Regions from separate parts of the Arabidopsis thaliana genome. Here region 1 is linked to region 2. Evidence: chromatin contacts called from public ChIA-PET data. All regions are on one chromosome and are shown on one strand. Each heading gives the region's core, a stretch centred on a gene start, on an enhancer-like site or on the middle of the called end of the contact. The rest is flanking DNA. Distances are from core to core; before and after follow the strand shown.

Region 1 (5,618 bases), core at 599-3,098, 42 kb after region 2:
CTCTAATCTGTATAATTCTGTCAGCATGAAAAGAATTGAAATGCAGCACCTGAAGCAGAATTTGAAACTGATATCTATCCTCAATATGCAGGTAAGTTAATCCGCTTTTGTTATTTATTGAACTGCCTTTAGCCCCTGTGCTCTTTTAGTAACACTATATAAGTTACTCTCAGTCTTCTGTTCTTCCCTTTTCTGTTCTTTCTTTTATATCTCTATTTCGGTTCCTTTGTATGCTCTGCTTATTACAGCATTGGGACCTCCTAAAAGCTTCATCTAATTGAATTTTACTTAGCCAGAAACTTAAATGTTTTTCATGCCTATGTATAGATGGGACATCTAGAAGAGTGGTTGGTTATTGATCGGAATTATATGGGTTCTTTGGTAGGAGCTGCTGAAGCTTTGAAAGGCAGCACCCTTTGTCTACCTGTTGATTGCGGGGCAATGGTTTGGCTATTCTACTCAAATTATTTTTTAGTTATGTGTTGGGAAAGCATGTGATCCTTGCTGATGATCATGTTATCGCAGGTAAATGTACAAAGTGTTAAGGATGCCATTTGTTCAGCAGTTGATGTTATGCAAGCAATGGCATCTTCCATATGCTTGTTGCTGCCAAAGGTGACTCTTCTTTTCTCTCGGATAATGTTTATGGCACAATCTTCTATTGCGTTTTATTCATATTGTATCTTCAAAGTGAAAGCCAATATCCCAGGTTGGGAAAATAAGTAGCTTGGCAGCAGAACTTGGCCGTGTGAATGCCAAGGACGAAGGGATGCTCGACGTGTGCCGGGACCTTCTAAACACAATCTCAGCTCTGCAGGTACAATATCTCAAATTCATTATAGATTTGTCTGCACTATACCTACAGTGTTGGGGATTAATCTCTAAACTATGCAGGTAACAGAATGCAGTTTGAGGACACAGGTTACACAGCTACAATAGTAAGGTGGCAAAGTTAACAAAACAGAGTGTAAGTAAGAAAGCTACTCATTATCGGCAATTTTGGAGTTATGAGAATGTAAGGAGATCATCTAATTCAAATAGAGAGGCCAAATTCACTTGATAGTTTAACAACCAAACAAAAGTCAGTTGTAAATATTTTCGATTCGGTTTTCTAATGAATTTAGTATGCTGTTACTTCAGAAACAAAGGAATTGAATCGTATTGTGTATTGGTAATAGAATCAACAAAACTGTTCCTTGAAATTGAAATTTGATATTTACATTTGATAAACTTCCAGGTCTTCAACAAAGACTTACTTCAGGCGAGGCTTCTTAGTCGCCATCGGACTCATCACTTCGTCGTCCGGCGAAAATCCCTGCACCGGTATAATATTAAGGTCAAATCCACGGTGGCTACTACTGCTGACGTGGCTAGTAGACCCCACACCTTCCGAGTTCGAAACGCCACCATCGTAGTGGCACCGCTTGTGGCCGCCGAGAGCTTGACCGGTGGCGAAAGATTTCCCGCAAACCGAACAAACGTGAGATTTCACGGCGGTGGATGGTGTCGATTTATCATTCTCTCCACCACCGTATAAGCTCCGGTGGCTCGCTTTATGACCGCCGAGAGCTTGGTAAGACGAAAACGTCTTGTAACAAACGCCACACTTATAACTCGGCTTCTCCGCAACCGTCACAGAGTCAAGATCGCCGCCATCCCGAGCAAGAAGCATGAGACAGAAAGCTAGATACTCTTCCTCAGTGAGACGGTGGTTATGATGAAGATCAGATCTCGAACGTTTGGATCGTTTCTTACATTTGGTCCACTGCTCAACGCCATTGAATCTTAAGGGATCCTCGACCAATCTTGGTGAATTAAGAGCTTCAAGCGCCATTGCTATAGAAAATTTAAAACCTAATTTGAGAGCAGAGAGATATATAGAAGAAGGTGAAGTATGGAGAAGAATCTTGAGAAGAGAGGAAGTTGCGTGAGAAAGAAGAGTGAGAGTGGGTGGCCAAATTGGCCATTCTAATTATTTTAAGTATTTAGTTGAAACGAAATATGTGCTGAGCAAGTTGTTTGTTGTAAGTTGTAACGAAAGTGAATGTATAATTAAAATATTATTTCAACATTTGGTGAGAGTGGAATATATTAATTTTGGCACGTTTTGTGGGGGAGAGAAATGTTACACAAGTCGGGCTATATACTCTTCTTCTGACTAGTTGAGAGTTGACATTTGAATCCAACTACACACAATAATGATTGATTCTTTAAAACTAATAAAAACCTTGTCTCTAAACTTAGGCCGTATTTTACAATTAATATTCATCTAGCTTTTCATTTATGTTTTAACACTTTGCTTATATATGTAGTTATTTATTTAAGTGTAGGTTTGTTGTACCTTTGGGAATTTCTGAACAAACCCAATAGCATTCATTACTTGGTCCAAACATTTGAAAACGGAGGCAATGTGTGTAGATTAAGATTATAATGAGGAAACCTTGAATATAAAAGATGATTGGATGTTTCGGTAGAGAACTCATGACAACAAGAAACAAAGAGCTTATAACTTAATTCCCACAGCCCATTGCAACCAAGAATCATGAAATTTTCTTTATTGGTTTTAATTCAAATGCGTGAATGTCTAGAGTTGAAGTTACACTAAATTGGATTCAACAACTTGTGTCATGATACGGTATAAGAGTTTTGGTTTAATGGTCTTCTCTTTAGTATAAGGTTTTGGGACTTTTCTTTTAAAGTTAGGATTATGGGTGCTTTTTTCACGTTTAGGTTAGAATCTAAGTTGTATCATTTTTACTAGCTATTTACGTTATAATATAGATTGTATAATTACTTATATAATTAGGTCTTTATGCTAACTAAAAAATAATTTCCAACAATTAATTAACCTAATTCTCTAAGAGTAACCTATCTCTCTCTCTTTTCTCACATTACGAGATCTAAAAGACACATCATGTTAGATGCCTAAAAACGAAAAGCCTAATGAAGTGTAATGATTCTTAGGCTTGCTGCAACTAACGAGTTTAAGACAAGCTACCGAAGCAGATATACCAGCAAAGTTTGGTGGCCTGAGCAACGATGACCTTCGTAAACTCTTGAAAAACATATGGGTCATGCATGTGCTTTCACGAATATAATGTGTGCATATATCTCTAAACCTTTAGTTTTTCCTTTCACAAGCGGAAGGGGGACCTTTTGGGTTATGTTGCAATGGGAGAATCGTCGGTAACAGATTATGCATGGTTGAATCATCAATAGCTTAACAACATCTAGTATAAACTTGTGTGTAATCTTTAGAAAGAAAAAACTTTATAATTAATCTAGTAACGGGATGTTGAAAAAATAGATCTAACAACCAATGAATAGCTAATCGGTGAGATTAATGCATTGTACCTTAACTCAAACTTAGAGACAAGAATACATTTCCGAGCTGTGTTTCTTTGTTTTTATTATGGACAATGACTTTTGACTTATTAAATTTTATCTGTCTCTGTAAGGGTGATCTTAAGACAAGCAAACGAGTGTGAATCTGATCTTGTCGGAATCTCAAATTATTCCGTGCCGTCCTTTGGTCTTCTACTATTACTTTGTTCATTATCTTTTAACAATATGTATTATAGGAATTTGAATCAAGCTAATTAGACAACGACCACATTAGCATGCAGATACATATTCTAGTCACGAGTAAATTGTTGTTTAGACTAAAAAGTAGCTCGTCTATATTGTTTATCATCATCTTTAATTACGTATTCAATTCTTATTGGGTTAATTAGATTCGATTTGTAGTTAGAATATTTTTTTAAAAAATTAGTTAGTAAAAATGTTGGGTTGTGAATTCACTTTTTTTGGACTCGCTATGTGATCCGACACTCGGACATTAACGATAATATCTACATGTCTACAGTTTAATTAGTTTAAGCGAATCGTGAATTTTTTTCTTATTGGATGGATCGACACTCCGAACCCCAACGTAAGATCATCCATGTTTTGCGGAAAAAGAGAAATTATTCACATCTGGATTATAGTATTTCATTGACTATTTATTTTCCCAAACGTTAGAAAACTAACAAAACAAGTTCATTGTCACAGGACATTTTTGTACATAACGTGCATTGGGGGCGCCCCATATATTCTTTCTTTACTCTATTTGTGATTGTGTGTACATTAAAATGTTTAACATTCATTGAAAAACATGAATCCTTCTATATATATATAGAATATACTAACATTAATGTACTCGTCATGCAATGGAGTGGCATAACCTCTTTGACTCTGTCTAAACTTGGCTTTTACCGACCCCACAAGTTGACTAATCGTAGTTGAGCATGGTAGGTTAAGAACATTAAGACTTGTTCAAGATACAATGAGATTTTAAAACCCTGATTTTATAATCAGCCATCAAATATTTATATTCCTTCTCAAAGTTATTCTCCTCATGTCTCTAATATAAGCTTGAACGTTGCTATATATAAATGTAAAGGCGAACGCATAAGAAAAGAAAAATGGAGAATGAAGCTTTTGTAGATGGTGAATTGGAGTCTCTTTTGGGGATGTTCAACTTTGATCAATGTTCATCTAACGAATCGAGCTTTTGCAATGCTCCAAATGAGACTGATGTTTTCTCTTCTGATGATTTCTTCCCATTTGGTACAATTCTGCAAAGTAACTATGCGGCCGTTCTTGATGGTTCCAACCACCAAACGAACCGAAATGTCGACTCAAGACAAGTAAGTTTAAGTAAAAAATGTTAAGTTTCCTATGTTTACATTTGTCGAATATTAACCCATAACGGTAATGCAAAGCAGGATCTGTTGAAACCAAGGAAGAAGCAAAAGTTAAGCTCGGAAAGCAATTTGGTTACCGAGCCTAAGACTGCTTGGAGAGATGGTCAAAGCCTAAGCAGTTATAATAGTTCAGATGATGAAAAGGCTTTAGGTTTAGTGTCTAATACATCAAAAAGCCTAAAACGCAAAGCGAAAGCCAACAGAGGGATAGCTTCCGATCCTCAGAGCCTATACGCTAGGGTAATTCAAGATAACCTAAACAAATATTTTCATTGTTGATTTGAGTTTTTAGGTTTTGTGGAATAATAATGTTGATGAATGTTGCAGAAACGAAGAGAAAGGATAAACGATAGGCTAAAGACATTGCAGAGCCTAGTTCCTAATGGGACAAAGGTCGATATAAGCACAATGCTGGAAGATGCTGTCCATTACGTGAAGTTCCTGCAGCTTCAAATCAAGGTAACGACTTTTTTTCTTGTTGGAGTATTGATCGTTTCTTGTACTGCAAGAAACCATGTAAAACTCTTACCTAAACTCTGTTTTACCATTTTTCCTAACCAAACACTTTTGTCGTTTTTGGAAATTTTGCAATGTAGCTCTTGAGTTCAGAAGATCTATGGATGTATGCACCTCTTGCTCACAATGGTCTGAATATGGGACTACATCACAATCTTTTGTCTCGGCTTATTTAAGACAAAATCATTGGAATAACATAACTTACAGTACTTGTTTTTTTTCTCGTTCTATATTCATGATTATGGTTATTTTTTGTTTGAGTTGTTCAATTTTTCTGTCTATTGCGTTCTATGAACTTGACACTCTTTTTGTAATTATTATATGCTAAAGACAATTTGGACTAACAGCATTTTAATT
Region 2 (5,952 bases), core at 368-2,867:
GAATGAATGAATTTTGTCTAGCTTACTCCAAGCGGGAACCAAAAAAGGATTTGAATCCGGAACGGTAACTAAAGAACAAAAACAGTGGGGTTTAAAATTAAACTCTCGAATTCCAAGGCTCCAAAACCAATAAAGAGTAAAGACAAAGAAAGAGTCAGGAGGACATATCAAAGGCAGATTTCTGGTTCCAAGAAAAAAACTATTTGACTGCCCAATGCACATGAACAACTAAATTCCAGTTTTTGAATCCAAAAAAAAAAACTTTCAAATTTTGTAAAAGTTCATTAGTTGTAATCGCACTATGCTTCTAACCCAAAAGAATTAACGAAAGTAAGGGGAGATATGTTTTCATTGTCACAATAGTCACCTAAACCATAAAATTAAAACTACTTATCTTACAAAAATGTCTAGTTTCTCTAATGGTTTAGATTCATGTGATCTCGAATACCTAAACAAAAAATACTACGCATATGTCAAAATGAAGATGTATTTAACGAGTTGCTAACACTATTAAGAAAGCAAAATCAGCCAAATCCTTCCTTTTTGTTTAATATTCAAGCCTTGCTAATTACCATGATTAAGAAAGTGTAAAACCTTGCAATTAACAAGTAAATCACCATAATTCAAGAGTTTATTAAATCACAAGTTAACGAGTTAATTACCATATGATTAAGACAGATAATTATCCAAAAATTTTCTTTTACCATGATTAAGCAAGCGAAATCATCCCATTAACGAGTTAATTACCATGGAAATTAAAACGTCAAAACCAAATCAACCACAAAATCATATTAGTAACAGGTCCCAAATCCACAAGTTATACAACAAACAAAACTCTGAGATAGATAATCGCATACCAATCTAAAACAAATAAAAAGATAGTTAGAGATAAGAGAACAACACCATATTCAAGCCTCGTCAAGCTTCACTTGAATCAATCTTCGAATCAACAGCTGATTCAATTCCATCACCATCCTTCGGTGGAGGAGAAGCCACATTACTCTTAGCCTTAACAGATTCAAGCATACGTTTACTAATCTCTTTAGAATAAGCTTTAAGAATCTCGATCCCGTCGTCATCACCGAATACGGTGGCAGAAGCGATGGCGTAAGCTTCGTCTTCGATTGATTTCGCGACGGAGGAAGCTTCTTCGGATTCAAGAGATCCGAATCTCTTGGAGAGGATTGATTCGGTTGACAGTGTTTCGATCAGACGGTTAATCACGGCGTCGCGAGTTTTTTGAGTCGGTGGCCAGATTCTGAGGGAAATGGTTACCGGATTGGGATTCTTCTCCGTCTCCGTTGTTGGTAATGTGGTGGAGTTTTCGGTTTCTGAGATCGGCGGTGGAGAAGAGGTGGTGATCGACTCCGTTTCGGTTTCGGCCATTTTTTCTGAGTTTATTTGTTTGAAAGCTTTTTAGGGATTTTGAAATTTGTGGCAGTAATGTTGTGGTGGGTGGGTGATAACTGATAAGAGAGGTTTGGTACGGTGTCGTTTAAAGAATTGGGTGGTGCGTTACATTAAGCGTGATTTATTTTTAAAATGATCAGACCGATCGGTAACCAAAGTATATTCATGTGAAAAAAACCTTCGTAGTCACCCATTTTCAAAATTTTATGTTCAAAAAATCAAGACAAAACGTTTGAAAGATTGAATACATATTTAAATAGAGTTAGACACCTTGCCTTTGTCATACAGAGATGAAGAGCGTGGTTCATCATGTTGTACGATATTTGCAAGAAGAACTAGTATAAGATCTTAGTGATTTTAATTTGTTGTGGCAACCAAAACGTGACCTTGCTTTGTCATACCAAGATATAGAGCATTTTACGAGCAATGGCTCAAAGATTGGATGTAATATTAAGAAGTTCTTTGACTAGAGTGTGAAATGCAAACGATTATGAATCAAATTTAAATGTTGATGTATGAACACGGTATTGAGCACGGTTCAGGAATCAAATTCATATGTATTTGCTTTCCCCCAAGGTATTTTGATGCCTTATTTGATGGTCTTCAACCTTGCATTCGCCGTAATTTGTAAGGAAGATTAAAGGTTCTGTTCCTATCAAAAAAAGATTAAAGGTTCTAGCCTCACCTAGTTTGGTCTTGGACTTGAGCGTGACCCTGATGATATCATATTTTATTTTATTTTTGATATAGTTCTCTTATTTTTGTTCTGTTTCAAAACTGATTAGTAAAAGTCACATGGATAATCAGGAGTTTAGTATAAAGTTGTTTTCCAGAAATATCATTACCCAATATGCGGTTCTTCACTTTATTATCTGAGTCGTTAGTTACCAAAACCGGTTTCAAGTAAAATAGTTCTTCGATGTTGGTAAGAGTTTTCTGAAACTTTACCCTTTACTTTTAAAAATATAAAGTAATCATACAAAGTCAAAAATAATACACAATGTACCTCTTTTTCGCTACCGTAAAAAAAATATTATTAAAATGTCAAATTGAGGTTTCGCGGTGAAGAGTTCAACTCAATTTTTAAGAATTTAGAAAACCTAGTGTATATGATTGTAAAACATTTACGTTATATGTATAAATGTTATATTGCGTGTTATGTGTATTCAAGATCAACATGGAAGAACATGGAAGAATCACGGTGTTATGTGTCTTCAAAATCACTAAATTTATGATAATATAAGCCAAAACATGGAAGAATCACGGTGTTATGTACTCAAGATCACTGAATTTATGATAACATAAACCAGAACATGGGATGAACATGGAAGAATCACGGTGTTATGTGTACTCAAGATCGCTGAATTTATGATAGTATATGCTAGAAGATTTACGTTATTCTCTAATAGCTTCGAACTTTATGACATTAATAAACTAGTAGAATTTAATATGAATTGGTCAATAAAAATACATTATCTCTATAAAAATGAAATCTAGTTTACCAAACTTTTGAAAAGATTTAGTTTTATAAGGATAGGGAAAAAAAACAAATTTAGCTAAATTTTCTCAACCAATTTTCTATTAAATAGATTCTTTTCAGAATACAAATTTAAGAATTCTTAAATTTATTCCATAAAAATCTTTGTTTCTGTTGTAACATTTTTTATTTTTAGTGCTATAGATGTTTTTGTTTTTGTTTTCTTATTACGTCATATGATGGTGGTATTCAACTACATACAATCTGCAACAATTCCACGGTACAGTTCTCCCTGCAACACTCAGATTTTCTATGAATGGTTGTACATGTATGATATCCCTGCGATGGACAAACTCTCTCCGCAATAATCAGACCACTATGAACGGCTTTATCCACCAGGCAATGAGGCCATAAATATTTTTAACAGTTGCTTAGAATTGAAAATTTTCTTTTTTGGGTCTTGTTCAATCTCATTGGGCAAGACAAAACAAATTGTTGTGTTAAAAACATTGGGAAAATTCCCAAAAAAAAACCGAACTATTTAAAATCTGCCAGAAAACTACCTGAACTTTTTTCGTTGTCAGAAAAATACACAAACTAATTTTGAGTGAAAATAAAATACACGATCTATTTTTTTTTTCCAATTACCTCTCTTCACCGTAACGGACCGTTAACGACGTTAACCAAATCGTCAAACACTGTTAGTTTTATTTACAGAAAATTTCTGGAAAAAAACCTAACTTATTTAATATTTGCCAAAAAAATACATGAACTTTTTTGTTGTCATAAAAATACACAAACTAACTTAAATTGGAAATATAATACACGATCTATATTTATTTTTTCGATTTCCCTAACCAAATTGTCAAATATTGTTAATTTTATTTACAAAAATTCTTAAAAAAGCTTGACTATTAAAGCAATCCTCTAAAACCTTAAGATCTTGAGTAATATCAACCAAAATCATGTTATTGATGGGTATATTTTATCCTAAATTACTAAATTTTTTTAAAATATCTATCGTATATCTAGATTCGATGTAAGCAACAATAAATTAAAAAAAAAAATACTCCCTTTGTTAACGAAAGTTCTTCTTATTAATTTCTTCAGTTTATTATGGTTAATATCTGAAATGGATAGATGTGTTATATTAACACTAGGATTCAAAGAGGTTCAACATAGATTATGGGTTTATAAGGGGATAAAATCGGCTTTATCGCCACTCTTATTTACCACGTGTAAAGAAAATGAAAAAATATATTTTTATTTAGTTAACCTTTTGTAACCATTACGATAAAGTGAGTGAAATTGGAACACAAAACTACATCATGCTCTTTATTTCAACTTTAAACTAGTTTGTATATATTTCTGGCAGCGAAAAAAAGTTCGGGTATTATTTTGGCAAATATTAAATAAGTCGTGGTTTTTTCAGAAATTTTCTATAAATAAAATTGAAAATGTTAACCGATTTGGTTAACGCCGTTAACGGTCGTTACGGCGAAGGGAGGTAATCGGAAAAAAATAATAGATCGTGTTTTTTATTTTCAATCCAAATTAGTTTGTATATTTTTTTGACAACGAAAAAAGTTCAGGTAGTTTTCTGGCAGATTTTAAATAGTTCGGGTTTTTTTGGGAATATTTCCTAAAAACATTACTATTGGGCAAGACATATTGGGCCAATAAACAAGCCCATTGACAATTTGCATCATCATCTTCCTCGTTTACGAATTAGGTCTTCCTGTGATACCAAATTTAACATTTCCCGGTGAAAATTTCGAAGCTCAAAACTCTAATCAAAACATCGCGCCAACACAATTCAGCTTCATTTTTCAAAAAATCAAAACCTGTAAAGAATTCGGAAAAACCGCCAAAATCCAAACTTTATTCCAAAAAATCACAAAAATGTCTCTTCGCTTCTTCTCTTTTTCTCACCCTTCTCACTTCCATTCTCATCCACCTAATCTCGATCTCAATCCCTCTCTCTTGAATCCAATCAACCATGGCCGACGAAAAAGAGAACTGCGTGAGAATGACAAGAGCAGCAACAAAAAGAAAAGCTTCCATGGAAGCGGCAATAGACAAAGAACGAATCAACAAGAAGAGAGTCGTACTCGGAGAGCTTCCAAACTTGTCCAACATCAAGAAATCTCGAAAAGCCACTACAAAACAGAAGAAGAAATCAGTTTCGATTCCGACAATCGAAACCTTAAATTCAGACATTGACACAAGATCTGATGATCCACAAATGTGTGGTCCTTATGTTACATCAATCTTCGAGTATCTTCGTCAATTAGAGGTAAAGAAACAAAACCCATCTCTAGATTTCTAGATTTCACAATCTGAGTTAGTTTCTCGATTAACACAATTCAGGTAAAGTCAAGACCTTTGGTTGATTATATAGAGAAGATTCAGAAAGATGTAACTTCGAATATGAGAGGAGTTTTGGTTGATTGGTTAGTAGAAGTTGCTGAAGAATACAAACTTCTCTCAGACACTCTTTACCTCGCTGTTTCTTACATTGATAGATTCTTGTCTCTCAAGACTGTTAATAAACAAAGGCTTCAGCTTTTGGGAGTTACTTCAATGCTTATTGCTTCGTAAGCTTTTTCTTGTTTTGTTTGTTTGAATCTCTCTTTTTTTGTGTGGGTTTGTTTATTTGGATTTTGGTTTTGAAAAATTTGTAGAAAGTATGAAGAGATTACTCCTCCAAATGTGGATGACTTTTGTTATATCACAGACAATACTTACACGAAACAAGAGATTGTTAAGATGGAAGCTGATATACTTCTTGCGTTGCAATTTGAATTAGGAAACCCTACAAGCAACACGTTTCTAAGGTTTGATTCTGATTCTTTTGGTGCTCATTGAGTAATGTTTTTGTGTAGTTTATTGTCTCATTGCGTTTTGCTTTGTGCAGACGGTTTACAAGGGTTGCACAAGAAGATTTCGAAGTAAGCTCTTTTTGAATTGTGGTATTTGCAATTTATAGAGAGTATCAAATTTGCTAAGAATTTCTCTTATTTGTTTCAGATGTCACATTTACAGATGGAGTTTCTTTGTAGCTA

What was found. ChIA-PET counts read pairs in DNA pulled down with a chosen protein or histone mark.
Region 1: a contact with region 2 is called in an H3K4me3 ChIA-PET map of shoot, with 10 read pairs. The contact joins the promoter of ZF3 here to the promoter of WPP1 in region 2. A contact is called at or near these places in 2 of 26 Hi-C or Micro-C datasets (root and vegetative nucleus), 1 of 2 datasets of contacts at active chromatin or transcription factors (shoot) and 1 of 3 other capture datasets (seedling).

What each region holds. Positions count from the first base shown.
Region 1 is chr5:17,329,798-17,335,415 of TAIR10.1, forward strand. ZF3 (zinc-finger protein 3) reads right to left here and starts at 1,849. Exons shown (of 1, transcript NM_123683.2): 1 at 1,148-1,849. The coding sequence starts at 1,834. The coding sequence ends at 1,253. QWRF9 (QWRF motif protein (DUF566)) reads left to right here. Exons shown (of 7, transcript NM_123682.4): 2 at 1-91; 3 at 328-444; 4 at 526-615; 5 at 710-817; 6 at 895-967; 7 at 1,238-1,555. The coding sequence ends at 939. AT5G43175 (basic helix-loop-helix (bHLH) DNA-binding superfamily protein) reads left to right here and starts at 4,324. Exons shown (of 4, transcript NM_148080.2): 1 at 4,324-4,688; 2 at 4,767-4,985; 3 at 5,073-5,204; 4 at 5,342-5,437. The coding sequence starts at 4,464. The coding sequence ends at 5,437.
Region 2 is chr5:17,288,341-17,294,292 of TAIR10.1, forward strand. It overlaps WPP1 (WPP domain protein 1), which reads right to left and starts at 1,618. Exons shown (of 1, transcript NM_123673.3): 1 at 625-1,618. The coding sequence starts at 1,386. The coding sequence ends at 919. CYCA3;1 (Cyclin A3;1) reads left to right here and starts at 4,612. Exons shown (of 7, transcript NM_123674.2): 1 at 4,612-5,183; 2 at 5,258-5,484; 3 at 5,572-5,724; 4 at 5,805-5,838; 5 at 5,918-5,952. The coding sequence starts at 4,887.